3 separate regions of the Mus musculus genome follow, and regions 1 and 3 are each linked to region 2. A link is a contact called in public Hi-C and promoter capture Hi-C data. All regions are on one chromosome and are shown on one strand. Each heading gives the region's core, a stretch centred on a gene start, on an enhancer-like site or on the middle of the called end of the contact. The rest is flanking DNA. Distances are from core to core; before and after follow the strand shown.

Evidence for each region. Promoter capture Hi-C pulls out the DNA fragments that hold promoters and counts their contacts. Hi-C and Micro-C count contacts between places; a contact is called where the count stands out from the background.
Region 1: a Hi-C map of B cells shows a contact between it and region 2, with 5 read pairs. The contact joins the promoter of Helb here to the promoter of Rap1b in region 2. A contact is called at or near these places in 5 of 39 promoter capture datasets (embryonic stem cells, hippocampal neurons, liver and 1 more) and 1 of 484 Hi-C or Micro-C datasets (B cells).
Region 3: a contact with region 2 is called in a promoter capture Hi-C map of liver, with 3 times the contacts expected there. The contact joins the promoter of Zfc3h1 here to the promoter of Rap1b in region 2. A contact is called at or near these places in 4 of 39 promoter capture datasets (erythroid cells, liver and pre-B cells) and 1 of 115 datasets of contacts at active chromatin or transcription factors (astrocytes).

Annotation. Positions count from the first base shown.
Region 1 is chr10:120,111,643-120,114,342 of GRCm38.p6, forward strand. It overlaps Helb (helicase (DNA) B), which reads right to left and starts at 1,323. Exons shown (of 13, transcript NM_080446.2): 1 at 1,043-1,323. The coding sequence starts at 1,220.
Region 2 is chr10:117,844,310-117,847,238 of GRCm38.p6, forward strand. It overlaps Rap1b (RAS related protein 1b), which reads right to left and starts at 1,665. Exons shown (of 8, transcript NM_024457.2): 1 at 1,522-1,665.
Region 3 is chr10:115,383,614-115,386,313 of GRCm38.p6, forward strand. It overlaps Zfc3h1 (zinc finger, C3H1-type containing), which reads left to right and starts at 1,346. Exons shown (of 35, transcript NM_001033261.2): 1 at 1,346-2,194. The coding sequence starts at 1,585. It overlaps Thap2 (THAP domain containing, apoptosis associated protein 2), which reads right to left and starts at 822. Exons shown (of 3, transcript NM_025780.4): 1 at 592-822. The coding sequence starts at 662.

The DNA.
Region 1 (2,700 bases), core at 73-2,572, 2.3 Mb after region 2:
TTCTCCAAGTGCTGTCTGGTACTAAGTACTAAGTTGGGGTTACTTCTCTGATTAAAGAATGTCTGCCTAGGTGCTATAGACATGATGGCTCAGCCAAGAGCACTGGCTGCTCTGCCAGAGGTCCTGAATTCAATTCCCAGCAACCACATGGTGGTTCGCAATCATCTATAATGGGATCTGATGCCCTCTTCTGGTATGCAGGTATAGATGCAGATAGAGCACTCATGTACACAAAATAAATAAATCTCAAAAAAAAAAAAAAACCAAAATGGCTGCTTAATTCACAAGTAGTATTTCCACTGAGACAGCAACTTCGCCATTTTCTCTCCCTGGCCTGTCCCAGTAGCAAATGCTTGGCCAGGATAGCCAGTTACACTTCCATCAACATGTAATCCTTTCTATTTAATTTCAAACACAGCCAAAGTTGTGTTTAAATTGCCAATGGTCAGTTGCCACACATGGTCCTGGTCAGCAGCTATTACTGTACTAGACCATGAAAATACAATGTGTGTGTGTGTGTGTGTGTGTATGAACATGTATGTGTGAATGTGTGGGCATGTATATGTATGTGTAAGTGTATGTGTGTAAATGTGTATGAGTGTGTTTATGTATGTGTGTATGTATATGTGTAAATCTGTGTGTATGTGAGTGTGTGTGTGTGTGTGTGTGTGGCCGTGTGTTTCCGCGCGCTTGCTCTTTTTCTCAAAGTTGCTTAACAGCAACTCCGTCTCTTATTCAGCCAGCGTGGTACAATAATTAAAGGATTCTGTTTCTGGGTGGGAATGAGGGTGCATCTATTTCCTCGACTGTAAAACTACCCCCAACTGTTAACTTTAAGCGAGACGATATATGAAAAAACCAAGCTTAACACAGTATGTGCTCTGAGTCATTACGACTATTACTACCACATCTAAGTACGGTGAAGCAGCCAGTCACACCACAGGTCTGTCTGTCAACAGTCAAGGACGCTGGGTGCCGGGCAGTGAGAATCGAAAATACTTCTTTGACCCCTGCCAACCCGGCCCGGCTGGCGCTGGCTCACCTCGCGCGCGCCCAGGGAGGCTGCCCGCCTTGATGCCCCCGCTGCAGAGTTCCTCGGCATCCACAAACTCCTCCTCCTGCTCCCCCTCCTCCTCCTGCGCACAATCCTCCTCCTCGTCGTCGCTCTTGTACGGGTGCAGAGGGCCCAGGAGCTCGCGCAGACGATCCTGCCTAGCCATTATCTCTTCGGCGAACTTGGCTCAAAACAACTCTACAAAACCTGGCGCGCGGTGTCCAAAACTGCAACCAATCAACTCGACCCGGGTAAGCCGGTCAGCTTCCGGGAACATCCAGGAGGCGGGCGGTATGGGGGCGTGGTCTGAGCGATGCTCCGCCCCAAAGGAGGAGACTGGTGACAGGCGGGACCAGCAGGCTGGGAGGTACCACGGCGGGCTGGCTGCTGACAGTTTCAGAACTGCTCTTTTTAGAGGTGCTGGGCGTTTCCTGCGGAGAAGGAGACGTGGTGAAAGGTCACGACTCTTGGGCGCAGAGAACCCCGGGAAAGCAGGGCATCCTCTGCCCGCTCTCTTAAAAAGAACACAGCAGAGGCCTCTAAAGACCTTGGGGCACTACCCAAAAGAGTGAATCTCCAATCCGGAGAGCGTGGTGGCGACGGCTAGGTGCCTCCTTACACGTAAAAGCGCCGCGGAGAAGTTGAATTTACATCATGTAGGGAGGGCATTTATCCAAGTAGATAACTAGGTCCCTTTGTATATATCCTCTGCATTGGGAGTTAAAGTTGTGATGTACTTTCTCATTTTTAATGCATGACCTGGGTTGTCCATTTTTATGCTTTTCCCGCTTTGGAAACCACTGGCTTTCTTTCCCGTTTATATACTACTCTCCTCGACTTCTTTTTGTTTTGTTTTGTTTTGTTTTGTTTTGTTTTGTTTTGTTTTGTTGTTTTTTCGAGATAGGGTTTCTCTGTGTAGCCCTGGCTGACCTGGAACACACTCTAGGTCCACCGCCCTAGTTCCTGTTTTCAGTAAAGCAAAAGGTGGGGACTTGTAGCCCAGAGAATATGCAGACTTGAGATAGAAAAAAAAAGAACAGCCGGGCTTGGTGGCGCATGCCTTTAATCCCAGCACTAGGGAGGCAGAGGCAGGCAGATTTCTGAGTTCGAGGCCAGCCTGGTCTACAAAGTGAGTTCCAGGACAGCCAGGGCTATACAGAGAAACCCTGTCTCGAAAGAAAAAAAGAAGAAAAGAAAAAAAAAAGAACAAAAGCTGAATACTGCGGCCGCGGTTCTCTAGATGGATAGTGTTTAAAAGTCGCGGTGCCCTTTAAGGGGCGCTATAAAATACTATTTTACTTTAAGGTTATTGTTTATTATGTAATTATCCTAACGTTAATCCTAAAAACTATGTTTTTATTAAACCCCAAAGCTGTGTTGCTGGTTTCTAATAAAGGCATTTGTCATACCCAAATGTCACGTGCATAGGATCAACCATAACGAATACGCACAGGCATCTTTCTTTTAGATTCCTTTTTTTTTCATGTGCGTGAGGTTTTTTTTTTTTTTTTTTTTTTTTGCTAGCATATGTGTCTGTGCACTCTGCATACCCAAAGCAAAACTTCCAGGCTGTATACTTAGTTGTCACGTGGGTGCTGGGAATGGACCTATCTCTGGAAGAGCAGTTAGAGCCATCTCTCTATCCC
Region 2 (2,929 bases), core at 415-2,914:
TAATTCACAATTAAAAAAAAAAAAAAGTCACATTGCTTCCTGTGGATTGTCCTTTATGGATAGACCACGGCTTTACAAATCAGCAGACTCAGGTAATTGGTTATCTATTTTAGGCCTTAGTTTCCTCCTCATGAAACGACAGGGTGGGACCAGATGATTTAAAGAGTCTCTTTCCGGCCCTAAAAAGCCCCATGACTCTATTATGACTTAATACACTGACTTCATATCAGGCTTTAAGAGTGGTAAGGGCTTTAAATTAAAAGAATTTCTCCATTCAATTAAGTTACTTCTTGCTAAGATAAACTCCTTTCAGGCAAGTCTCGACAACGTTCTAATTATACAAAAGAAAACTGAAAAAAAAATGAATTTACAAGCTAGAGGCACTCGGTATATATTAATACACACTGCCAGCAAAGCAAACATTTCAACGAGACTCAATTGATTTTTAAAATATTGAAAAGTCCAGCCTGCATCGTAATGTCAACTTTCAACTTAGTAAAAAAAAAAAATGTGAGTTCCTATTACTGTAATAAAGAAGTGCTTGTATGCACACGAGTCGAGAGTCGCAGGGCCAAAATATCTTTCTAAAGCATTGGGGGGTGGGAGGGGGCAAGCGAAAGGAAAGCAATCCCATCTGCTCAAAACTCTTAAGCGAAGATGTTTCTTCCAAAGGCATCTTCTCCTCCCGCCCCCCTCCACCCCAAGGAAAATCCCGAGGGCCTAGTTCCCAAATTCACGGCGCTGATAAGTCAGTTTCAGAATCAGACACCTCGAGATGGCGAAAAGAAAAAAAAAAAAAAAAGGAGAAGAGGACAAACTTCCTGGATTTTTCTCTCTGCAAGAGAAAAAGAGATTTCCTCTTGCTGACGAAGGAAAGGCCCCTTTAACATTTTTTTTTTCCCTCTGCACGGTGGCGGCTGCCAGACTAGGTGGGGCTCGCTCCGCTGCCTTCCTCCTGCCACTTCCCGCAACAAATGAAGCAAGCCAGCCCCGATCCGGGCAAACTTTTTCCCTGTCAGGCTCGAGCCCGCGGGGCGCCGGGGAGTGGTCCCCCCGCCCCCCCTCGCGACGCTGCTCCGCCCGCCCGGCCCCGGGCTGGGAGAAGCCCGGGTGTCCGCAGAGGACAACTTTCTGGTTTCCGCTCTAACTTCCACCCACCGCCGAGGCGGGGAGCGGGGCGCGGCGGGGAAGGCTGCGGGGGCCTCGGGCAGGCGGGTGGGGGCTCCTCGGGCGCTCACTTCCTCCGCCATATTTCAGACATTTGACCCCTTCCGCAAAGCGCGCTGCTCCCCCGCCGCGGCCGCGGTTCCTCCCCGGCCGCCCCGAGGCGGCGCGCCCCGCCGAAGCGAGCGAGGGACTCGGGGGGCCCCCCGCCAGCCACCTGCCGCGCGCCCGGGCCACCCTCGCCGCCGCGGGGGCCATCGGGCTGCCCCGCCCGGTCCGCGCCGCACCCCACCTCTCCCCTCAGCCGGCGCCCGGCCCCCCGCCAGCCTCGCGGCCACGCACGCACCCCGCGCCCACCTCTCGCGCTGTCACCGGGTCGCCGCCGTCGCCCTCGCCGTCGCCGCGCGTTCCCTTCGGGTCGCTGCTCCCGGCGCCACGGCGGTCTCTGCCGCTGCCGCCGTCGCCGTCGCCGCCGCCGCCGCCGCTCGGGCTGCTTTCCACGCCTGACTCTGGGCGAGGTTTGGCGGTGTCGCCTTGACGTCAGGCGTTCAGCCTCGCTCTCGCTTCCGCCCGCGGGCGGGGCGCGCAGGAGCGCAGCCCGGGAAGGGGCGGGGCCGAGGCGGGCCCTGGCGGAGGGGGGCGGGGTCTCGTCGTGCTCGCCTCGCAGTGGGCCTCGCCCCGGCTCTCGGTCGCCGGCTCCGGCCGTGGCCCTTCTCCCCTGCCCTGCGTCTCGTTGCTGCGGTCGGCCTCGCCCCCCGCTGGCTGGGCTGTCCGACATAATCGGTGTCAGCCTCAGCGGAGCGCATCCGTTTCGACCCCAGCGGGTAACGGGGAGCTCAGGGGCTTGGAAACCTCTGACGCCTTCGCGGGGCCTCCGAGTGCACAGTCGCCAACGCCCCCAGACCGTCGGTGTTCGCGTGGTCCTTTGTGCTGGGGAAGTAACAGAGCAGCAGTTCCCACTCCCAGAGCGCGAGGGCAGCTTTTCATTTTTCAAATGGCCTTTCTTTAGGTTTGACAAGTATTTCAGCCTGTGGTGTGTTAAGCAGGGCCAGCTGTCCAAATTACCCTGCCAGACGCAGTTCGCGAATGGAGGATTCCAAAGCATGCTTATGGCCTGTGCCTAAGTGAACAGTTTATAGAATTAAAATAATTGGTTCATGGAAGAGCATGCCTGGGGCGCCTTCATGACTTTATAGATTACTCATAGATGTCAGTCTATGATGTGACTCCGAAAAGCTCTGTCCAAAAATGACTTGTTCCAAAGAGCACAAGAACTTACATCGATCTAGGTAATTAGAATATTTTCTCACCATCACCTTTAATATGAGAATCATGCTATCAGAGCTTTGTTTGGAAGACTTTGTTTCTGCTCTGATTACGCTCTCTTCATTGCGTGGTCCTGGCTGGCCTGACCTTGCTATGTTGACCAGCTTGGCTTTCATCTCAGATACACCTGCCTCTACGTATGGAGTGCTGGGGATTAAAGGCATGCGCCACCACTGCCAGCGAGGGAAAAGGTTTTGATGAACAAAACTTGAGAGGAAAGTACTGAAAGGAGTAGGCAATTTAGCTGGCCCTCCCTGTACAAATTATTCTGGAAATTTAACGAACCCTAGAAGAGAAATGGAGACGTGACCACTACGCTAACCTGAGTTAAGTGAGCGAGTAAGAAAGAATTATAGCTGGGTCTCAGGATGCCAGTCTGTAAGAGCACACCTCTTTCTTCTGCAGACTGAGCAGGAGGTGGCTCCTTGCAAATTCTAGG
Region 3 (2,700 bases), core at 96-2,595, 2.5 Mb before region 2:
CATGCTTTGGAGTTTGACTTAACAGAATTAAAGACATGACTGTACGTTCAACCTGTGTGTGAGTGCGTGATTCTGTTCAAGAGAGAGTTTCTATTTGCTCTTTGATAAACATTGCTTAATTAGATTGACTCAGTTACCATGTGTGACTATTAGAAATGTTTCCCACGTCAATTCCAGTAGTGAAAATTGCCTAATCTTAACTCGAACTCAGCAGGCTTCTAAAGTGATTTGTTGGTTTGAACCCTTATGGCGTCATTCTTCTTAAGGCATGGTCTAAGATATAAAAAATAAAAGAGTAGAAAATAAAGGTATACTCATCACTTTTTAATGCAAGGCATAGTAACTCGGGTTTCTTTTTCTTTTCTTCCTTTCTTTCTTTTTTTTTTTTCAAATTTGGTAAACTTTCCTCGGAAAAGGAGCAAATGTTTCCAGATGTGCGGACCCACACACAAAGGACAAGAGCGAGGCTCCCCTTGCTCTTCGCAGCTGGGCAAGTGACCAAAGTCAGAGGACCTTGTTCTTCTGACACGACCGAGACTCAAGACTGCCTAGGCTCCCGTTTCCGTCACCCCGCTCCCCTCCCAGGTTTACCTGTGGAAGCTGATGTTAATGTGCTTGTTGTAGGTAGCAGCACAGCCCGCCGCGGCGCAATTGGTCGGCATTTCCCCGGGCCCCTCATTCGGCGCCACCTTACGCCACTTCGGAGGCGCTGCCCGCTAAGCAAGCTTCTGTCAAACGCTAGACAAACGAGGCAGGCGACCCCGCGCCGCCAGCTCGGTGCAGAGCGCGGGGAGGGCAGAGGGGCGTGCACAGTACCGGGGTGGGAGGGAGGGCCCACTCTCCTGTCTCTTTATTAATATGGCGGGCTTAGGCCTGCAGAGCCAACGTGCCGGAGCTCCGGGCGCAGACAGTCGCCTTCACCAACATGGCGGCCACACCCGCTCCCCGCCCTCCCCTACCTCCCGGGGTCCCAAAGAGACTAGGTCCAGCGTCTCAGACGGGGGCCCCCTAGCAATGAATGAGAAGATGGCAGATGTCTTCCCCACCGACTAATGACTCTGAAACTCAGGTCTGCGGCTGAAAGAGCATGTCCGCAACCCAGACACTAACCCCTTCCTTCCCCGCCTGCCACCTCGGACGGGATGCTAGGGGACAGTTAAGACTGCAGGGACACAAGGGCGAAGCCTGGAGCAAGAGGAGACTACAAATCCCAGCCAGCACCGCGGCGGACATGGGGGTGGGCGCTTCCTGTCTCGCAAGACTCGGAGGGTCGCCTTCCGGCGTGCCGCAGGAAATGACGCTCGGGACCCGGCCTCCTTCTACAGAGGCTTTCTCGCGAGGCGGAAGAGCAGCAAGGGGGCGCTAGGAGAGGGAACTGGCGAGCGACGGTCCGACGAGCGAGAGAGAGCGATCTGGGGTGCGGGGAAGTTGGGGAGCAGAACCTGCCGGGCGTCCGAGCACGGGAAAGGCCGCGCCCGCCGGGTCCGTTAGGACAGAGGGCGGAGGAGGAAGGGGAAGGCAGGCGGCGGTCGGGCGGTCCCCGGCCGGAGGGCTTCAGGTCGTGTGGCCAGCGCTGCACTCCGGATGGCGGCCGCCGCCGATCCTTCGACCCCGGCCTCTAGCGGCCTCTCGCCGAAGGAAGAAGGGGAGCTCGAAGACGGGGAGATCAGCGACGACGACAACAGCCGGAGCCGGAGCAGCAGCAGCAGCAGCAGCGGCGGCGGGCTGTTACCGTACCCGCGGCGGCGGCCTCCTCCCCCGGCCCGGGGCGGTGGATCCGGGGGAGGCGGCGGCGGCTCCTCGTCCTCCTCGTCGTCCTCCCAGCAGCAGCTGAGGAATTTCTCACGCTCACGGCACCCGGCCGAGCGGGGCCAGCTCAGGGGACCCAGCAGCTACCGACCCAAAGAACCGTTCCGGACTCACCCGCCCCCAGGGCGGATGCCGTCGGGGTCCCTGTCGGAAAGCAGCCCCCGGCCGTCCTTCTGGGAGCGGAGCCACATCGCCCTGGACCGTTTCCGCTTTCGAGGCAGCAGGCCTTACCGGGGTGGGAGTCGCTGGAGTCGGGGGCGAGGAGTGGGGGAGCGAGGAGGCAAGCCGGGGTGCAGACCTCCTGGAGGAGGAGGATCAGGAGGAGCGGGATCCGGATTCGGCAGCAGCCAGAGCTGGCGAGAACCCTCTCCACCCCGCAAGAGCTGTATCCTTAACGTGGCGGTCCGCCCTGGGTGTGTCGCCGGAGCTCCCTTTGGCGTCATGGCTAGGTCCCGGAGTTTTTTAACTTTTCAGAACCACTCATTTCTCTCCCCCGTTCGTCGGCGGTTGTCACGGGCCGCACTCCACCGCTATTTTCGTAGGCTGTTTGACTGAATGGGTGCCTTTTGCTTTTGGATAGGACTGTGTCATGGATTCGGGTCAGCTAGGGAAATGAAATACAGTCTGGGTTTTTAAACAGGACACCAACAGCCCAAGTTTTGTTTGTCTATTTGTTTGTTTGTTTCTTTTTTGCAAGCCCTGGGATTTCGTATTTAACAGGAAATCGACTTAGATTATTAAGGAAAAGAAGTACTCAAACATCTGGAGGAATACTGTTACTTTTATTACGTCCTGACTTTAGAGTTCGTAAAGTTTTCCTCTGTAATTCTTACTGTTCTTGTGATTTTTTTTTTCTTAAATTTGTAGTTATTCATCCCCGTTGCTGCCCTT